2 separate regions of the Anser cygnoides genome follow, and region 1 is linked to region 2. A link is a contact called in public Hi-C data. All regions are on one chromosome and are shown on one strand. Each heading gives the region's core, a stretch centred on a gene start, on an enhancer-like site or on the middle of the called end of the contact. The rest is flanking DNA. Distances are from core to core; before and after follow the strand shown. Region 1 holds the start of RIPK4 (receptor interacting serine/threonine kinase 4). Region 2 has its middle 40 kb from the start of TMPRSS2.

Evidence for each region. Hi-C and Micro-C count contacts between places; a contact is called where the count stands out from the background.
Region 1: a contact with region 2 is called in a Hi-C map of liver, with 2.9 times the contacts expected there. The contact joins the promoter of RIPK4 here to the enhancer-like site in region 2. A contact is called at or near these places in 4 of 7 Hi-C or Micro-C datasets (granulosa cells and liver).

What each region holds. Positions count from the first base shown.
Region 1 is chr1:117,228,587-117,231,831 of Taihu_goose_T2T_genome, reverse strand. It overlaps RIPK4 (receptor interacting serine/threonine kinase 4), which reads left to right and starts at 1,455. Exons shown (of 8, transcript XM_013181231.3): 1 at 1,455-1,728. The coding sequence starts at 1,547. LOC125183659 (a long non-coding RNA gene) reads right to left here and starts at 1,448. Exons shown (of 3, transcript XR_007166003.2): 1 at 1,019-1,448; 2 at 774-922; 3 at 1-310.
Region 2 is chr1:117,185,846-117,188,930 of Taihu_goose_T2T_genome, reverse strand. No RefSeq gene overlaps it. Among named protein-coding and RNA genes, the nearest start is that of TMPRSS2, 40 kb to the right of the region's middle. Within about 2 kb of position 1,325, at least 2 of the 3 cell types and tissues checked have open chromatin away from gene starts, as enhancers often do. A contact at or near this core is called in liver, where this site is marked.

The DNA.
Region 1 (3,245 bases), core at 206-2,705, 43 kb before region 2:
GCTGCTGGTGTGTGCTGAATTAGCTCTCCAATCACAGTACAGGTAGAAGGTACACAACCCATTTCTTGCTTAAACTCAGCTGCAACCTGAGTTTTGCATAGTTCATTTTGTTTTACAGTTTTTGCCATCTGTCTAATGAAAGAGGTGTTTGAATGGTAATGTATCATTAGTGGAATAAAACACTTGGTGTACTGTTGGGCAGTCAGTCATGCACACCTCCAGAAGACACAGTGTCCAAGGCCCTGGTTCTGCAAATTTCTTCAATTTAAGCAGAGCTTCTTGAGAGCACAGAAGTCCCTCCACATGGATCCTGCTGAACCCAAATCAAAACAAGGAACAAGTCAGGATGATAGCCAAGAGGAGGAGGTCAGACAGAGGTGTACTGTTGGGTCACACAGGTGGCCTAAGGGTTTGTCTCTACTCACAGTTATTTCTTATTCCTAATGTATTTATGTATATATGTTCTCATTCAGAGTAAGCAATTGTTTCATTTAATCCAGAGTAAATTAAGCAGGAAGTAGTCCATGTGGAATAAAGCCCTGAGAACAGACTTGATGTCCCGTGCCTTGGGAGTAATTAAATGTTTCTATAGATTCTTTTAAAATGGAGCTTTGCAAAGACAACAAAGTGACTTACTTATATTACCCTGGCTTTAAAACACATTGTCCTCTGTCTGTTGCCTAACTCGCCAGAGTAAATTGTACACTAACTGCCTAGAACAACAAACTCGAGTCTGATATTCATTATAACAAACAAACACGAGCTTTATTAACCTTTAGCCATGTGATAGGCGTGAAGGTCACGATGCAGATAGGAGTAGCCTCCTCAGGATTATGTTATGTACCAAAGGTTGCAGGCTCCCTCCTTTTCAGCTGCAGTGTCTCAGCAACTGATTACGCCTCATCCATCGGTCCTGCGGTACCTGCAATTAGACCCAAAAAACGATTCAGGGATTGATGTTTGCAGCTGGGCTAATCAAAATCCCTCGTGCCAAGGCAACTGCAAGGCATAGACGCACGAGTGTGTGGCAGCACAGTTTCCCAGAGCCTAAGAAATGCTTCTAACGTGCCCGGGCGGCCTCCATCCTCTGCAGGATGGGTCTGGGAGATACAGGGTTGATGAAGGGTAGATGAAGGGTTTCCCTTGTGCCAGAGGGACGCAGGCCCTGTTAGAAGAAAAGCAGAGCGAGCAGTCACCCCCTTTTATTTAATAACTTAATTGCCACAGCTCGCCCACTGCGCTGCTGCCCGAGGAGCCGAGGACACCCTTCGGGGCTGCCCTCACAGCGGAGCCCCGCTCCCGGGGGCAGGAGCCGGGCAGGCAGCAGGGGGCGGCCGCCCCCCGGGGCCCGAGCTTCTCCTCCCCGTCGCGCACGGAGGCGGCGGGGCCAGCGCCATGGCGGCGGGGCCGGGCCCGGCCCAGGAAATGACGGCGCCGCCTCCCCCCCTCGGCCGCACCTGACTCACCTGGGCCGGCGCGGGGAGGGCGGCGGTGCCGAGCCGAGCCGAGCCGAGCCGGGCAGGGCAGGGCAGGGTCGGTCTCAGCCATGTCGCGGGACAGCGGCTCCCCCTGGGCCGTGGGGCTGCTGAGAGCCTTCGAGGAGAGCGAGTTCGGCAGCTGGGAGAAGATCGGCTCGGGGGGCTTCGGGCAGGTGTACAAGGTGCGCCACCTCCACTGGAAGACCTGGCTCGCCATCAAGTGCTCGCCCAGCCTCCATGTGGACGAGAAGTAAGACGGGGACCGGGCACGGTGCGGGGGGAAGGCAGGGTGGAAAGGCTCGGCTGTGCCCGCTTTGGGAGGAGACCCCCCAAAACGTCGGGGATTTCGCTTTTCTTATTTTATTTTATTATTATTTTTTGGTTCACCTACACAGTGCATGCAAATGCGTAACGGCGGTTCAGACGCTTCCGAGGCCAAACTGGGTTATAATGCTGTCCGCCCTGCCGGCGTAACCTTATTTTTGGGGTGGCAAAGCAGGCAGTGTAGCCCAGAGTCACGGACCTTTGGCACTTGCTGGAAAGCGAGCAAACCAGGCGAGCCCAGCCCCGCGCACGCAGCCCGTGGCAGCCACGCGTGTGACCAGACGTGGCGAAGACAGCCTCGAAATTAACCATTCCCCGGGCGAACGTGGCCCTTGTCGCACTCAGGTGAAGCCCAGGCCACCACGAGATGTGGTGGGGCCAGGAAGAGCGACTCTTGGCCGCTCGAAGTGGCTCGGGAAGAGCTGCAGCATGGGCCCGCCTGTTCGCTTGGGGCCGCTCGCAAGGCATTTTGCCCTGCCCTGGTCCCGTGCTTCAGTCCTTGCAAAAGGAGTGAAAACACAGAATGAGGTCTGGAGGCTCTCCGTGCCTCACGTCTCCTTCCAGGGCAAGGCACCGTTTGGTGGGAACACGCTGGAGCTCGGCCGCCCCCAATGGAGGGCATGGCACGATCCCAAAAGAAGGAGGACGGAGGGTTTTGGGGTGCGCTTTGGAAGCATCCCGCTGTTTTGAGGGACAGCGGTAACTTCCCGACAGGTCAGCATCTGTGCAGGAGGTGGGGAGCGTGGCCAAGTCGCGCTGATGGAGCTTTTCCAGCTCCACCTCGATTGCTGGGATCTCCGCCAGCTCACGAGCTGATTCTGCAGTTCGCTCTTCGGGGTGTGAGGTGGTTGAGTCGCAGAAGGTTTCCCTTGTTGCGGTTCCTGCAGCAGCAGGAGATAAGCTGGCCCGGGACTGACGGTGTTTGTGAGCCCGTCTTCTGCAAGATTGCTGGGGTAGGGGGGCATCTTGCCAGCCTGAATTTGCTGTAGGCATGGCTTACGTAGCGGAGTAGGGGAGATAAGGTGCTCCTTGTTAAAAGGGAAGAGGGAGAATTGAATGTTTGCATAGGGTAACTGTACTGTCTGTGAATAAAATGGAAAAGACCTCAGAGTGGCAGAGGATGCGTTATCTGGTTAACCCACAGGCCCACCTACCACTGAAGCTTTGGAGTAGGCTTCAGACTTGATGTGTAGCGAGGCCTAATCAAAATAGTACCACAGCTGGCTGATTTTGCCATTGAAATTAAAGCATCCCCTAAAAATAAGGTAGAATGGTTTTTACGCTTTTTATTTGTGGAATATGTTTAGAAACGTGTTCAGAAGTTAATTTTTAGAGTATAACACAAAGGATGCTACCACCTACTGTAATGTGAATGATTAATTTTGAGAGATGCTACCAAATCTCTGTACTAGTATTCAGTGTGCAATAGAGATCCACCCGTCT
Region 2 (3,085 bases), core at 76-2,575:
AAGACGGGGAGATAATGAAGGTGCTCGGCCTCTGATAGACAGCTGTGGTGATTTTGGCAACATGATGCAGCAATGGAGGGATCTGCGGGGGGACAGCATGCGGCAGCCCAGGAGGTTTTGTCTCCTCCTGGAGAGGATGGGCAACATCCAGGTGCCGTGCCAAGCCTGGCCTTGACTCAGCACGGCGCTGGGTACGGGACACGCACCTGGCGGAGATCAGAAAGGACCTTGTGCTCATCACACAGAGAGCATTACAGCAGCTGGAGGGGAAGGCAGGAGGGCCAGATCCTGAGGTGATTACTCTGACCTTACTCAGTGGGAATTTTGCCTGAACAACAACTGACTAATGGCTCTGTGTGTTGGCACACGCATGACACACCGCTGCGTTTTACATGGGAGTTGTCTAGATTTATAATTAGTTTGCATTTGTCCTGGTTGCATTTTGACAAAACAGCAACAGACAAGCCTATTTTGTCCTACACCCCCCTGTATTTAATTGCATCTGTGATGCATGTAGGAAATGCCTGGGGGGCCTTGCTCCACACTACAGCGTGGCTACAAGCACACAATGAAGGATCGCGGAGCTACCAAACCCCGTGCTCACAGCTGGCCGTGGGCTTTGGCCGTGCTGCAGGGATGGTGGAAGGGAAAGTTCAACTCTTTTTTGGGTGACGGTATGGTGCAGGAGCATTTCCACCATCCTTGTGGACAAACCGGACACAGGCCCATCTGTGCCACAGTGCAAAGATATGACCCTGTGCTGCCTTTTCTGAAGGCTGTGGGGACAGCTGGGGTCTGTGGGGAAAGAAAAGCACCCAAATGCTGCCTGCTTACCCCAACAGCAGCTCTGTGCATAGGCAGACACCACCCACCACACACAGCATAGGCCATGAAGCACCTCTCCACTCAGCTCTCACGCCCCAAGCTGCAGATTGGCAGACACCTTGTCTTGTTTGTGGTTTAATGCCTCCTGTCCGCCACCACCATACTCGGGAAGAAATCCCTAAGAAGCAGTGTGTCTCCCATCTGGGCCTGCTCCAGGACTCCCAAGTCCCCTCCCCGCCAAGCATCTGTGAGGCCTGAGGCACACCTGGCTGTGATGGCTGCCCTCCCGAGCCTGCTTTCCTGGCCACATCTCTCCAGCCCCTCTGAGCACACGCTGGAGTTGCTGTGCAATGCTCCTCACGTGTTGTAAGGTGTTTCAGCATCTCTGAACCACCAGTAATAAAGGTGAAAAATAAAACTCTCAGCCCCGCAGATGTCTGCCACCAAACGTTACTGCAGAACTCATTCTGTTTGAGGCTGAAAGAATAAAAGTACGTGACAAGTTTTACAAGATGCCTATTATTACTTTGGATAGAGAGAAGAAAGGATTCCTCTAGCAGCACCTGCAATTTAATTACCTAAATCCAAAGGAGGACATCTGTGTGTCATTATCCAGCAACACGCTCTCCGTCAGGGATTTAATAGTAAGATACAGAAAAGAAAAATGCCACGTGTGCCAAACTAAATATTGGCTTTCTGAAACATAACCTTTTGTGATAACAACAGATCGAACCAGAGATTGGAGTGCAGTGTGTACTGCAGACAACCAAACAAGAAGTCAGATCATGATGCAGGACGGGAGGGTTCGCCTCCCTCTCACAGCCTCGCCAAAGCTGACAGGAACACGAGGAACGGCTGAGCCCAACGCGATGTTCGACCTGAAACCTTCATCAGCTCTGACAAGTGCAAGCAGAGTACAGCATTTGGCACCCTCAAAATCTATTTTGATCTTCAGATAAGATCAGTTTACTAAAACAAACTTAGAAATTGCAAAGCTCTAGTTGCTGGCTTAACAAATGAGACCGGTTCCAGAAAAGCTTTTAAGGGCATAGGTCAAGCACGCAACACCAAATTTAATAGCAGCAATTTAGGATGCTGCTACCTGCTGAACTGTTTGTAACCCTTGTGCTGCATGGCCAGCCAAAAGCAAGGCTGTTATGCAGACAACATACCATTACCTTGACCTGGCCAGCACTGACCTGCTGGGATAGCTCAGAGCCTAGGGTTAGGGGCAGACATTTGGGACCAAGAGAGCCAAAGTGCACGGACATGACCTCTCTGCCACCAAGGGCAGAATGCTGCTGCAGAAAGGCAGTTTGCCCTTAAACCAACACAAGCATTTCTGTTCCAAATGTGGTTTTTGACCTCATTTTGCTGTTTAACTGGCAACAGTAGCAGCGTGTTCAAATAAAGAAAGAAACAGAGATTGAATTGATTACACTCCAGGCTGGAGTGTAACACACGAGGGATTCCTTTCCAAGACAGGGAGGAATTCAGGCTTCCAAAATGACCAACCCAACAGTTTCAACTTAAGAGTCTTGCTCAGTTTGAGCAGAGGCCAAATTTCCTATCTAGCTTGCATGTGGGGTGACTGACACCACTCTGGTCTCATCAGGAGTAAGCTTTGGCATCACCATTGGTCTTACTGAACTTGCTCTGTAATCTGGCATTTTACTGAATAAGTGTGTAGACCAGTTCCTTGACTGGTAAGGAAGTTCACACTGCTTCTATTTCTGAAGCTACCACACATGGTAACTCAGTCACATTACAACAGGATATATAAATCCTTGCATACATAAACTCTTAGGGGAAAAAAATGCCATTACTCACTTGGATTTTGTCATTGTTTGACTGCTTCAGAGACTAGATACAGGTGGCAACAAGTGTACGTGCACAGTTCCACAAAAAAGGTCTTAGCCATTTTGGTGAGTAATATAAAAGACACAGAAGCTTGCATTTTCTGACCAAAATAATTTTGGATGAAAAATTACTCCAGCCTCAGAATCTACTTATATTATTATTATTAATATTAATTTATTGGCTTGTTTGTTTTGTCCAGTTTCAGGTTTTTCTGGACAGCTTAACAGATCATTTCTAAGATGTGGACCCATCATACAGTACAGAAATTCAGTAGTATGGTTCCCTCATTGTTTTCTGCTGAGCTGAACTCCTTAGAATAGTTATATTTTTGTGATTATTATTATTTTTTACTTACATAAGCCATATAGTATTTCATCACTGGAGATGTTTTTCAACATAG